3 separate regions of the Sus scrofa genome follow, and regions 2 and 3 are each linked to region 1. A link is a contact called in public HiChIP or PLAC-seq data. All regions are on one chromosome and are shown on one strand. The core of a region is the stretch at or near the end of the contact, and the rest is flanking DNA. Distances in the headings are between cores, read along the strand shown.

Evidence for each region. HiChIP or PLAC-seq counts read pairs in DNA pulled down with a chosen protein or histone mark.
Region 2: an H3K27ac HiChIP or PLAC-seq map of alveolar macrophages shows a contact between it and region 1. The contact joins two enhancer-like sites. A contact is called at or near these places in 6 of 47 Hi-C or Micro-C datasets (alveolar macrophages, embryonic fibroblasts, epiblast stem cells and 3 more) and 1 of 2 datasets of contacts at active chromatin or transcription factors (alveolar macrophages).
Region 3: a contact with region 1 is called in an H3K27ac HiChIP or PLAC-seq map of alveolar macrophages. The contact joins two enhancer-like sites.

Annotation. Positions count from the first base shown.
Region 1 is chr9:86,240,029-86,243,399 of Sscrofa11.1, forward strand. No RefSeq gene overlaps it. Among named protein-coding and RNA genes, the nearest start is that of AGR2, 190 kb to the left of the region's middle. Within about 2 kb of position 1,738, at least 5 of the 83 cell types and tissues checked have an H3K27ac peak or open chromatin away from gene starts, as enhancers often do. A contact at or near this core is called in alveolar macrophages, where this site is marked.
Region 2 is chr9:86,425,576-86,428,946 of Sscrofa11.1, forward strand. No RefSeq gene overlaps it. Among named protein-coding and RNA genes, the nearest start is that of AHR, 85 kb to the right of the region's middle. Within about 2 kb of position 1,671, at least 10 of the 83 cell types and tissues checked have an H3K27ac peak or open chromatin away from gene starts, as enhancers often do. A contact at or near this core is called in alveolar macrophages, where this site is marked.
Region 3 is chr9:86,378,010-86,381,380 of Sscrofa11.1, forward strand. No RefSeq gene overlaps it. Among named protein-coding and RNA genes, the nearest start is that of AHR, 130 kb to the right of the region's middle. Within about 2 kb of position 1,567, at least 4 of the 83 cell types and tissues checked have an H3K27ac peak or open chromatin away from gene starts, as enhancers often do. A contact at or near this core is called in alveolar macrophages, where this site is marked.

The DNA of each region.
Region 1 (3,371 bases), core at 488-2,987:
AATTATGAAATTATACAAAGATAAATGTGTTGGTTAAGACTGTATAATAAGTTGTGAAATTATTAAAAGGAGGTCTTGTTCTTCATGAAAGAAAAACATGAGTCAATGGCTAATGGCAGATAGTTTATATGGAAAGAGACTTTAGGAAGCAGGATAAGGGAGTAGAGAGTGAGAAGAAGAAGAAAGACCAGGCCATACACTTGTGTATTTCCCAGGCCATTGCTGAGAGCCAGGAACCCTGAAGACAGGACAGAATACCTGCCAAGATTATGTTTGATGGACAGGAGGTTGGAGTATTTATCCATCAGTTCCCATTCTCCACTGGTAGAGGGTGTGTGGACTTCCCCTCCTGTGATTCGTGCAGGCTTGTAGAAGGTCTTGGGGCTGAAAAGCTGAAAGACGCAAGCCAAGCACTTTGGGTGCAGCAGTGTCAGCATAAATCTGAGCTCATATCTAACTGTCCAACAAAGCTGTGATTACAATCAAGCTGCCACAAAAGGCAAGATGACAATTAATAGCAGACAGTATAGCAGTTACCTCTAGCAGAGAGGGAAAGAACTGTAAGTGAGGAGTTGTAAACTGTGGATATGAAGGGACTTTTGGGGTGCTGTAATACCCCATGATTTTATTTGCAGTTACACAGATATTGCTTTGTAACCTTCTAAGTGGATGTACATTTACAACACGTACTTCTATATTATGATATAGCCTCGATTGATCATAGTGTCCTGAAATTATAGGCATTTAACCTTATTTCTATATTAAAAAAATTATGTATGAGAGGGGCTGGAGGCTTGAACAAAAGGTAATACCAGATGATAAATGTGTAGTTATGTTCAGGATGAAATGAGAGAAAGATGGATAGTGTAGAAACCACTTAGGAAACTATATAGTTTAGATATTTGCTAATAACAGTCTGAATTATTGTGTTGTCAGGGTAAGTGTGGAGTAAGGAACAATATAAAAGCTATTCAAACCAGATCAGTCTGACTTGATGGAGAAATCAGCAGATATCTATCTCTGAGATTTTAAATCTCATCCCTTTTATCAATGACACAGAACTGATCACATCATTTTTGATGTGTTGCCACAGGACTTTGTGCCTTATACACATTCTGATTTGAGTTCCTACCTCACTGAATTGGAAATGCTAGTACAGGTCTGCTTTTCTATTTCAGGATAAACATGGAGGGGAGAAATTGTGAGTTTATATACATATTAATTGATGATGTTTATTGAACTACTGGATTATGAATAGTGAACGAGTTATGAATTATGAATAATTAGCAAATTAATGCATTAGACAAACCTAATAGAAATTTAAACTCATGTTGAGTAATTGCTGCATCAGTAAAAGCCTTTGCTAATGCTAATACATAACTGCACAAGAAACAGGGGAGTAAAAAGAATGATTAGTAGCAGAGATGAATTTTTAAAAATATATATACAATATATTCTCATAATATATATTTTATAAAAAAATATATATATATTTTGTGATAGATGTTATTGCTTCTGTCACTAAATAGTGAAAGTATGCTCTTCCTTGACTCATTCTATCAGGCAGCTGTACAAGTAGCATCGTTATTTGTGGTTGCTCTTTTGAGACAGCAGGAATGGACTTTTCCAGACTCTAATTCTCTACTTGAAATTGAGCCTGCCTTTGAATTTTTCTCCCTTCACTCCCTACTTTAATCCAATCCTCCCTATAGGGGGAGCTAAGAGATTTGAGTACATTAGGTATAAAGGGTTCGCTATTAGTTGATCACAGAAACATTACTTTCATGTTGCAAACATAACACTCTACCAATAAATGTTTGTTGAGTAGATGCATGAATGACTGGGATATTTTTGGGTCACCTACTTTGAATGACTGAGTGTTTTAGGAGTACCTGCCAGATAGAGTCAGTGAGAATGGTTGTTAGGACTACTTGAGAGGCAGCCAACATTAGTCAAATCAGCTGCTACTTCTGGGAGCATGGTCTCAGAGAAGTTACCCAAGACCAGTGTCCCGAAACTACAAAAAAAAAAAAAAAAAAAAAAAAAAAAGGGGAAAAATACTTCTCAAAAACTATCCCCAAGAAAATTATTTCATAATCCATTTTTTTTTTTTTTTTTGCAGATGTCACAGTAAATGGGGTAAGCAAATAGGAATAGAAGCAGCATGTGCTTTGTTCTTGCATTTTCAAAATTAGATCAGAGTCTGGGATAAGATCATTAGCTACAGACATCAATTTCTCACATGGTAATAACTTTGGGAGATTAAAAGTGTGCATAAAACTGTTTTTTTTTTTTTTTTGTTATTCATCAACATTATCCAGACCCTCGTTATCTTCACTACTCCACTCTCTTAATGACCCTTGACCATTTGAAAAGAGCAGGATAGTTAAAAAGGAAGTGGAATAGAGAGAGAGGGAATGTTACTTGGAAAAATATGCTTGTAATAGCAATCTTATTTTTACTAAACTCTTGACAGTGTTTTTAGTAGTTGCAACAAAAGGGGATTTAAGTGGAATCTATTACAGACACCTTCACTTTACTAAAGGAATAAACTATTCTACCAAGAGGAGTTTACGAATTTTTGGAAACGTACCTTTTTTTTTTTTTTTAAGTAGAAGTAATGCTGAACAAAGTTAGTTTTATCATGGAATAAATAGAATTACTTGTGGTTTACTTTGTTTTATTTTAAACCTTTCTCATAAAATTTTCTTTTGCTTTCTCTAAAATCTTTACTTGGCCAGGAGAATAATCTGGAAAGTTGAGACCAGGGAAAACATGGATGGCAATGCGCTCTGTGGTTTGACTGTGCTAGCAACACAAGCCACTGTTTGCCCTCCTTTGAGTAAGGGAAATGAGTTAAGCTAAGGATGGGAAAGATTTGAAGGTGAGGGAGGGTGATGGAAAGGGCGCTAGGAATAATTTTTATTTTGTTTTTGGAGATGGAAACAGGGCAGATACACTCGTATCAGCAGCTATATGGTTTCCTGAGCTATGAGTCCTGAAATAATGACTATCTGTGGAGATCCACAACGGCTGCATAGAAGAGTCGTCAGTACACTCTGTGATCTTCTGATTTATTCCTTTGCCCAGGAAAGTCACCATTACTGAGGTTTTTCCTGTCTAGCAACTTGCTGCCTCTACTCCAATTTCATCTACTCCGCCCCTTAATCCCCCCCACCCCCGCCCCCGCCCCCGCTTCAAGGAAAGAGGAAAAGATTGCTTTAAAGGGTAAATAGAGTTTCACCGGTAGAGTGGGATTTGCAAGAGAATAACGGATGGGTTATGATTATCAGCTGAAATCAGAAAATATTTTATAGGCTGTAAACATTTTTAGGAATTTTTAGGGTCAAAAAACTCTCAGCGTTTCTCTA
Region 2 (3,371 bases), core at 421-2,920, 190 kb after region 1:
GACATGGCCTCTGCTGTGCAGCAACAGGAACCAAGGCTTGGTTTCCAGAGACCTCAAAGATTGTCAAAGAGTAATGACTTGGCACTCAAAATTAAGTTTAGGTTTTCTTTGATCCTAAATCTGTCCAGTGCACTAAACTGGGCTATACTTCTATGATCCCGTCATGGTCAGTTGTGTAGAAATAAAGCTAATCTTCAATTCTGAGTTAAGCTGACCCTCCTCCACAAAAAAAGGGGGAAAAAGGGAACTAAGAAATAATGGCAAGGAGAAAAATGGAATAGCAAAAACAAGGTAAGAGAAGTTTCACACCAAAAGGGCCAGTCAAAGAGGTGAAAACCTACAGGGTACAGTGGACCGGAAACCACAGAAAGTAAAACAGAATGAGAAAGCTCTGGTTTTGTACTGGAGGCAGAGTTTAAAGAGATTTCTAAGATGCTATGATTTCATCCTTGGGTGGGAGCAACCTATGTACAGCATGAATTGGTTTGCACTACTTTAGGGCAACTCAAGGTTCTAAGTATTTTCCTCTACGTATTTAGTGACTATGTATGTGTTACTTGCCACAGGGAAAATGTGGATCGTGAAAATTATGGTTTCTGTTTCTCAAACACTGCTAATAAAACATCTCTATAAACATCTTTATGTCCAACACATTGACATTAAACACTCTGGTTCCATTGAAGCTTTTTACACAGTAGCTGACACCTGTGCACAGCTCTGGTTTCCCCTCGGAAATATACAGGAAAATATGGGCGCTTCACTAGTCCCTTTCCCATAAATGTTTTCCAAGTTTCATAGACAAATATCCTCTGTATTTTGTCTGCTGAAATATTCATTTCATTGTCACTGGGAGTTTGGCAGGTCTTAGCTCACCCAGGTCATGTTGTTCCTTCCCTTCTGCAAAAGTTGCATAAAACTTCAGGTCAGAGGAGGCCACTCTATGGGTAGATTCAGCAGCACTTTCTTCTACTTCTGTGGCTTGAAATACTCCATGGAAGACTGCACAGAGCTTATCTTCTTTCTATTGCTTTAGACACGTAGGAGTTGCTAACAACACTTAATAATCTCCTGAAAGGAGAGGCCCCATCTCTTAGGATGTAACATGTTGAGAACTAGTCTAGGAAGTTAACCTAAACCACACATTAGTAACTGAAACTTTCAAATTCATGCTGTTGGGAAAAAAAAGGAAAGCCAAAAGTTAAAATTGTTGTTGGTTACTGAATGCCATCAGAACAAGAAAGAAAAGAGAGGAACTGCATAAAAAAAAAAATAAAACTAAAAGTTGGTGTTGTAAAAGACATAATGAGACATGGTAAATATGGCAAGCTAGTGGTAATCCTCTCTCTCTTGAAGTGTTGTCATAAGAGTGAGAAAAATTGTATATGGATCACCCAGCGAGTATTCATATGTTCTAGACCAATACAAGTGTATTTTACCTGTAGTATTTACTTCTGTTATCTTTAATTCCTCACAAGCACTTATAAAGTAGACTCAACCCTGTTTTACAGATAAGAAAATTGAAAGTAAAGGAAGCATACATTTCTTGTCCACGGTGAGACAGCTACTCATTCTGAGTCAGGATTTGCACCCAGGCAGTTTAGCTCCAGAGATAAGAGCATTAACCCCTACGTTGCAGAACTGGCCTCAGTGTACAGAGGAGTTCTGAGCAAGGTCTCAACTCCTGACTTTGACCAGGTGGGGGCAGCAGGAGATGCTCAGTGCTTTAGTCAGAGTGATCTTTCCAATATGTAACTCTATAGATTGTGTTCTCTTGCTTTAAAACGCAGTAAGTGTTGAGTTCAGACTGCTGTGGAAATGTAGTGAAGCACTTCATGATGTGGGGTCTGCCTATCCCTTTAACTCATGCATTGTTGGCTGCTCTTGCTATTGTTTTTGTTTTGTCTTTTTGTCTTTTCTAGGGCCACACTTGCGGCATATAGAGGGTCCCAGGCTAGGGGTTCAGTCGGAGCTGTAGCCACCGGCCTATGCCAGAGCCACAGCAACGCGGGATCCAAGCCACGTCTGTGACCTACACCACAGCTCAGAGCAGCACAGGAGCCTTAACCCACTGAGCGAGGCCAGGGATGGAACCTGCAACTTCATGGTTCCTAGTCACATTCGTTAACCACTACGCCACGAGGGATACTCCGCTATTGTTTTTTTGTTTGTTTGTTTAAATATATTGTTTCTTTAATATAATATATCGGATTTTGCCATACTCTGTTGTAGTTGCTTATATACAAGTCTATCTGCCTGAGAGGCTAGAATCCAGTGAGGGAGCTTCCATGTTTGTTTTCTCTCTGTTATACTCCATTAGGGAGTAATAGCCAAAATTTGAATTAACAGAAGTCACAGGCCTCAGTCAATCAGGATAGACATCTGAAGTAACCAAGCAGTAGGATTTTGTCATTGGGTAGCCTTCCATTACAGACCACTGGTGGATACTTTCTATTTGTGAATGAATGAATGAATGAACGATGTTAAGAAATAGCACTAGATATTTTTGCCTTTGGTTTCATTCTCACTCTTGGCTCTGCTTTATGTCCTTTTTCTTCCTCAATTCTAAGTTATATATTTAAAAATATATTTTGGGAATTCCTGTTGTGGCATAGTAGGATCGGCAGCCTCTTGGGATCACTGGGACACAGGTTTGATCCCTGACCCAGCACAATGGGTTAGGGATCTGGCACAGCCACAGCCGTGGCTTGGATTTGATCCCTGGCCTGGGAATTACATATGCCGGGGGTTGGCCAAAAAAGAAAAATGTTTCTGTATCCTTAAAATTAGATTTTAATCTCTTTCGTGATGAGGATTGGGATAAGTTAGTACATAAAACTGTTGGTGGATATTAACTACCATTGAAACTGATCACTACAAGGATCAATAAGATGGGTGTTCACCTGAAAAATAGGCTGTGGATTATAATACCTTTTTTTCCAAATATCAACCGTTCTGGCTGTTTTGGTGTCTCGAATTTAGAGATTTGTTTCTTATAATTAAAATGTTGCCTTTCAAAGATGAACTGCAAGCTATCCTGGAATGGTTAAGTACTGAAAAATTTAATTAATATTTTAAAATCTTAGCATTGATTCATTTTATTGTTTCCACTTGATACCTTAAAAATTAAGAAGTAAAATAAAATAATCTCAAAAGCCACTTAAGGCAAATGCTGCATTTTTATTGGAGTAAAGAGGAAGAGATTAATCTAAAATTGTGAGAGAAATGCTGGGTACAAATTTTAATTGCACGGAAAGCATATGGACATGCATTTTATACATGTCCAGATAGTTGATCGTTAATAAGCTCACAGCTGATTTCAATGTTCAGCAGCTAGATTTGGGCACCACTGATGGAGCATAGGTTCATGTGGC
Region 3 (3,371 bases), core at 317-2,816, 140 kb after region 1:
AAAAGCCTGTCTTTTTCCCATTTGATGTTCTTGCCTCCTTTGTCAAAGATTAATTGACCATAGGTGTCTGGTTTTATTTCTCTATTTTTATCCATTGGTCTGTCTACCAGTACCACACTGTCTTGATGACTGTGGCTTTGTAATATTGCCTGAAGTCTGGGAGAGTTATGCCTCCTGCTTGGTTTTTGTTCTTCAGAGTTGCTTTGGCAATTCTGGGTCTTTTGTGGGTCCATATAAATGTTTGGATTGTTTGTTCTAGTTCTGTGAAGAATGTCATGGGTAATTTGATAGGGATTGCATTGAATCTGTAGATTGCTTTGGGTAGTATGGCCATTTTTACAATATTAATTTTTCCAACCCAGGAACATGGAATATCTTTACATTTCTTTACATCTTCTTTAATTTCCTTGATTAAAATTTTCTAGTTCTTGGCATATAAGTCCTTTACCTCCTTGGTCAGCTATATTCCCAGGCATTTGATTTTTTGGGGTGCAATTTTAAAAGGTATTGTACTTCTATATTCCTTTTCTAATATTTCATTGTTAGTATACAGAAATGTGACTGATTTCTGAATGTTAATTTTATATCCTGCTACTGTGCTGAATTTGTTGATCAGTTCAAGTAATTTTTGAGTTGAGTCCTTAGGGTTTCCTATATATAGTATCATGTCATCTGCATACAGTGACAGTTTTACCTCTTCTCTTCCTATTTGGATGCCTTTCATTTCTTTTGTTTGTCTGATTGCTGTGGCTAGAACTTCCAATACTATGTTGAATAACAGTGGTGAGAGTGGGCATCCTTGTCTTGTTTCAGGTTTTAGTGGGAATGCTCTCAGATTTTCTCCATTGAGTATTATGTTTGCTGTGGTTTTGTCATAAATGGCTTTGAGGTTTGCTTTTTAAACATCCTGTTGACTCAGCCAAATTCTTTATCATTAATATTGCATCATTTATTCATCCTAAAGCTTTTTTCTTTATTTCTAAAACATCTCTGGCTATGAAATCAAGATTGCCTTGAAATATTGGTTGACAGATGACAATTTCTTTTTGTTCAAATCGCAATTTTTTGTGTCTATATTTTAAATTTATTTTGAGTATGAACATACGCTTAGTCCTTATTACTTGTATACTAATGTGCCTGTAAATCAGCTAAGCTGAATAACGCAGCCTTCCTCAAATTTTCAATTTCTAGGGCCTATTGCAAGCTGACTAAATATCTAACATGTTTTGTACTAAATATGAATTCACTTATCAATTGCATTCTTAAAGTTTTTCATTCAGATTTCTCTATTGAATCAAATTGGCATTTTCATAGTTTCTTCTTAGACTCCTTTTTGAAGAAAAAATATATATAGTTTAGAAAGTGCAGTTACTATTTATAACAAGGGAAAAATGCAAATATCACAGCAGAAGTAATTACATCAAATTAGCATGGCCTTAGACATACTTATATGCTGATATGTCCTAACTGCGTTTCTCTAGTTCAGACCTCCCTCCCAAATTCTAGACCATGAGTTAGCAAACTTTGACCTTCAAGCCAAATTTAGCTACAGCCTGTTTGTGTAAATTTTTATTGTAACACAGCCCTGCCCATTATTTTGCACATTGTCTGTGGTTGCCCAGGGGTGGAGTAGTTGTGACGTAACATCTGGCCCACAAAGTCTAATAAAATATTTATTCTCTGTTCCTTTACAAAAGTTTGCTGATTTCTGCTCTAGACTTACAAGCCTATTCCCTCCTATATCTTCACTTAGATGTCCAAAAGTAATGTTGAACTGAAAATGTTCAAAACCAAACTCGCCATCTTTCCTCCAAAAGCTGTTCCAACAGGTGTCTTACCCATCCCAGTTGATGACAATTCCATCTTTACACTTGTTCAAACCTAAAGCTTTGGAGTCATTTCTTTACTTTCTGGTTTCTCTCCCAGCCCTCCTCCAGGCAATGAGATCATCCTAAAGGCTCTATTTTCAGCAAGTACTTGGAATTCAGTCTTTTCTCAAGCCCCTCCACTGCTGAGGCTTTGGTTAGAACAAGCATCATGTTTTAGCCTCATTACTGCTATTGCTGCCCAGGCTGCTTTCTTTTTTTTCTTTTTTTTTTTTTCTTCATTTTCTTTCCTTTTTTTTTCTTACTACTCAGTGAATTTATTACATTTATACTTGTACAATGATCATCACAATTCAAATTTATAGGATTTCCATCCCACAACCCCAGCGCAGCCCCCCAAGGCTGCTTTCTTTTGGCTGTGGCCTTTATAATCCCCTTGACTCTTTTCAACACACGTCTAAATTAATCCTAATGAAATAGAAATCACTCTATGGCTTTTTGCTTCTCTAAACTTTATGGTGGCTCCCACTTTTCCTTAAAATATAACCATCTCTAAGTCATTTTATTCCTCCAAGTTCATTTATTCTTCCTTCCTCAGAATTTGGTTAATAGAATTTCTATTTGATTAATAAAATTCCCATCCATTTTGACTCTTTCTAATTTTAAGATGATACTTCCACTACTAAAACTTCATAACTTAAACTCAGTTCATTAGAAACCAGAGCTTAAGGCTAAGATCATAAATATTTTTTGAGGAAGTACAAGCTTAACGTTAATGATATCATGGAAAAATGGTAATAAAACAAGGAGAGATGGAAAGTAATGAAATAGAATTGTTAGTGCAGTAGCCACCCTTTTCAACTAGCTGCAGAAAAACACAGTAAGATACTCAGGTGTGTTCTTCTGGCATGTAGGAATTTTTTGAAAAACCCACAAGGAAAGGCTGTAATTTAAAATGTCAAAGGGACAAAGAAAAGGAAAAGTATCTGCCTAGCACCCTTTTACTCCCCCTTCCCTTTGGTTAGAGTTTCCCCATAGAAAGCTGATTTTCCTCACCTTTGTGTTGCCTTGTCTGGCTGTACAGAAAGCAGGTAGTGTGGCATTTTATTGAACCCAGAAATGACTCGACACAAATGAGCTCAGCATGTGGGAAGTGAGGACAGCTTAAGCTCAACATTTTAAAATCTGACTCAAGTGTCCTCTGAGAATTAGACACCCGCAAAGTCACAGGTGGTCTGTAAGGAAAGTAAATTCTTTAGAATTAGGCAACTGAGGGAATCTGGGAAGGGCTACAAAACTCCCAATTCCAGTTATCAGCTCTTTTCAACTTCTAGCCATCTCCAGAAAAAGAACAGAACAGAAAAGAAAAAGACCGTTTTGAATATTGTTTCATTCCGCTAAGTTCTCTATTTGTCATCGATCAGGTCAGAACTTTCTAAATGTTTGCCCTCCCTTCCAGACAACATGCTCATGCCTCCGCCCCTGATCAGTAGCCTCTGGTGCCTCTGTGATCTCACCCAGCATTGTTCCCTTTTGTTGTTCTTG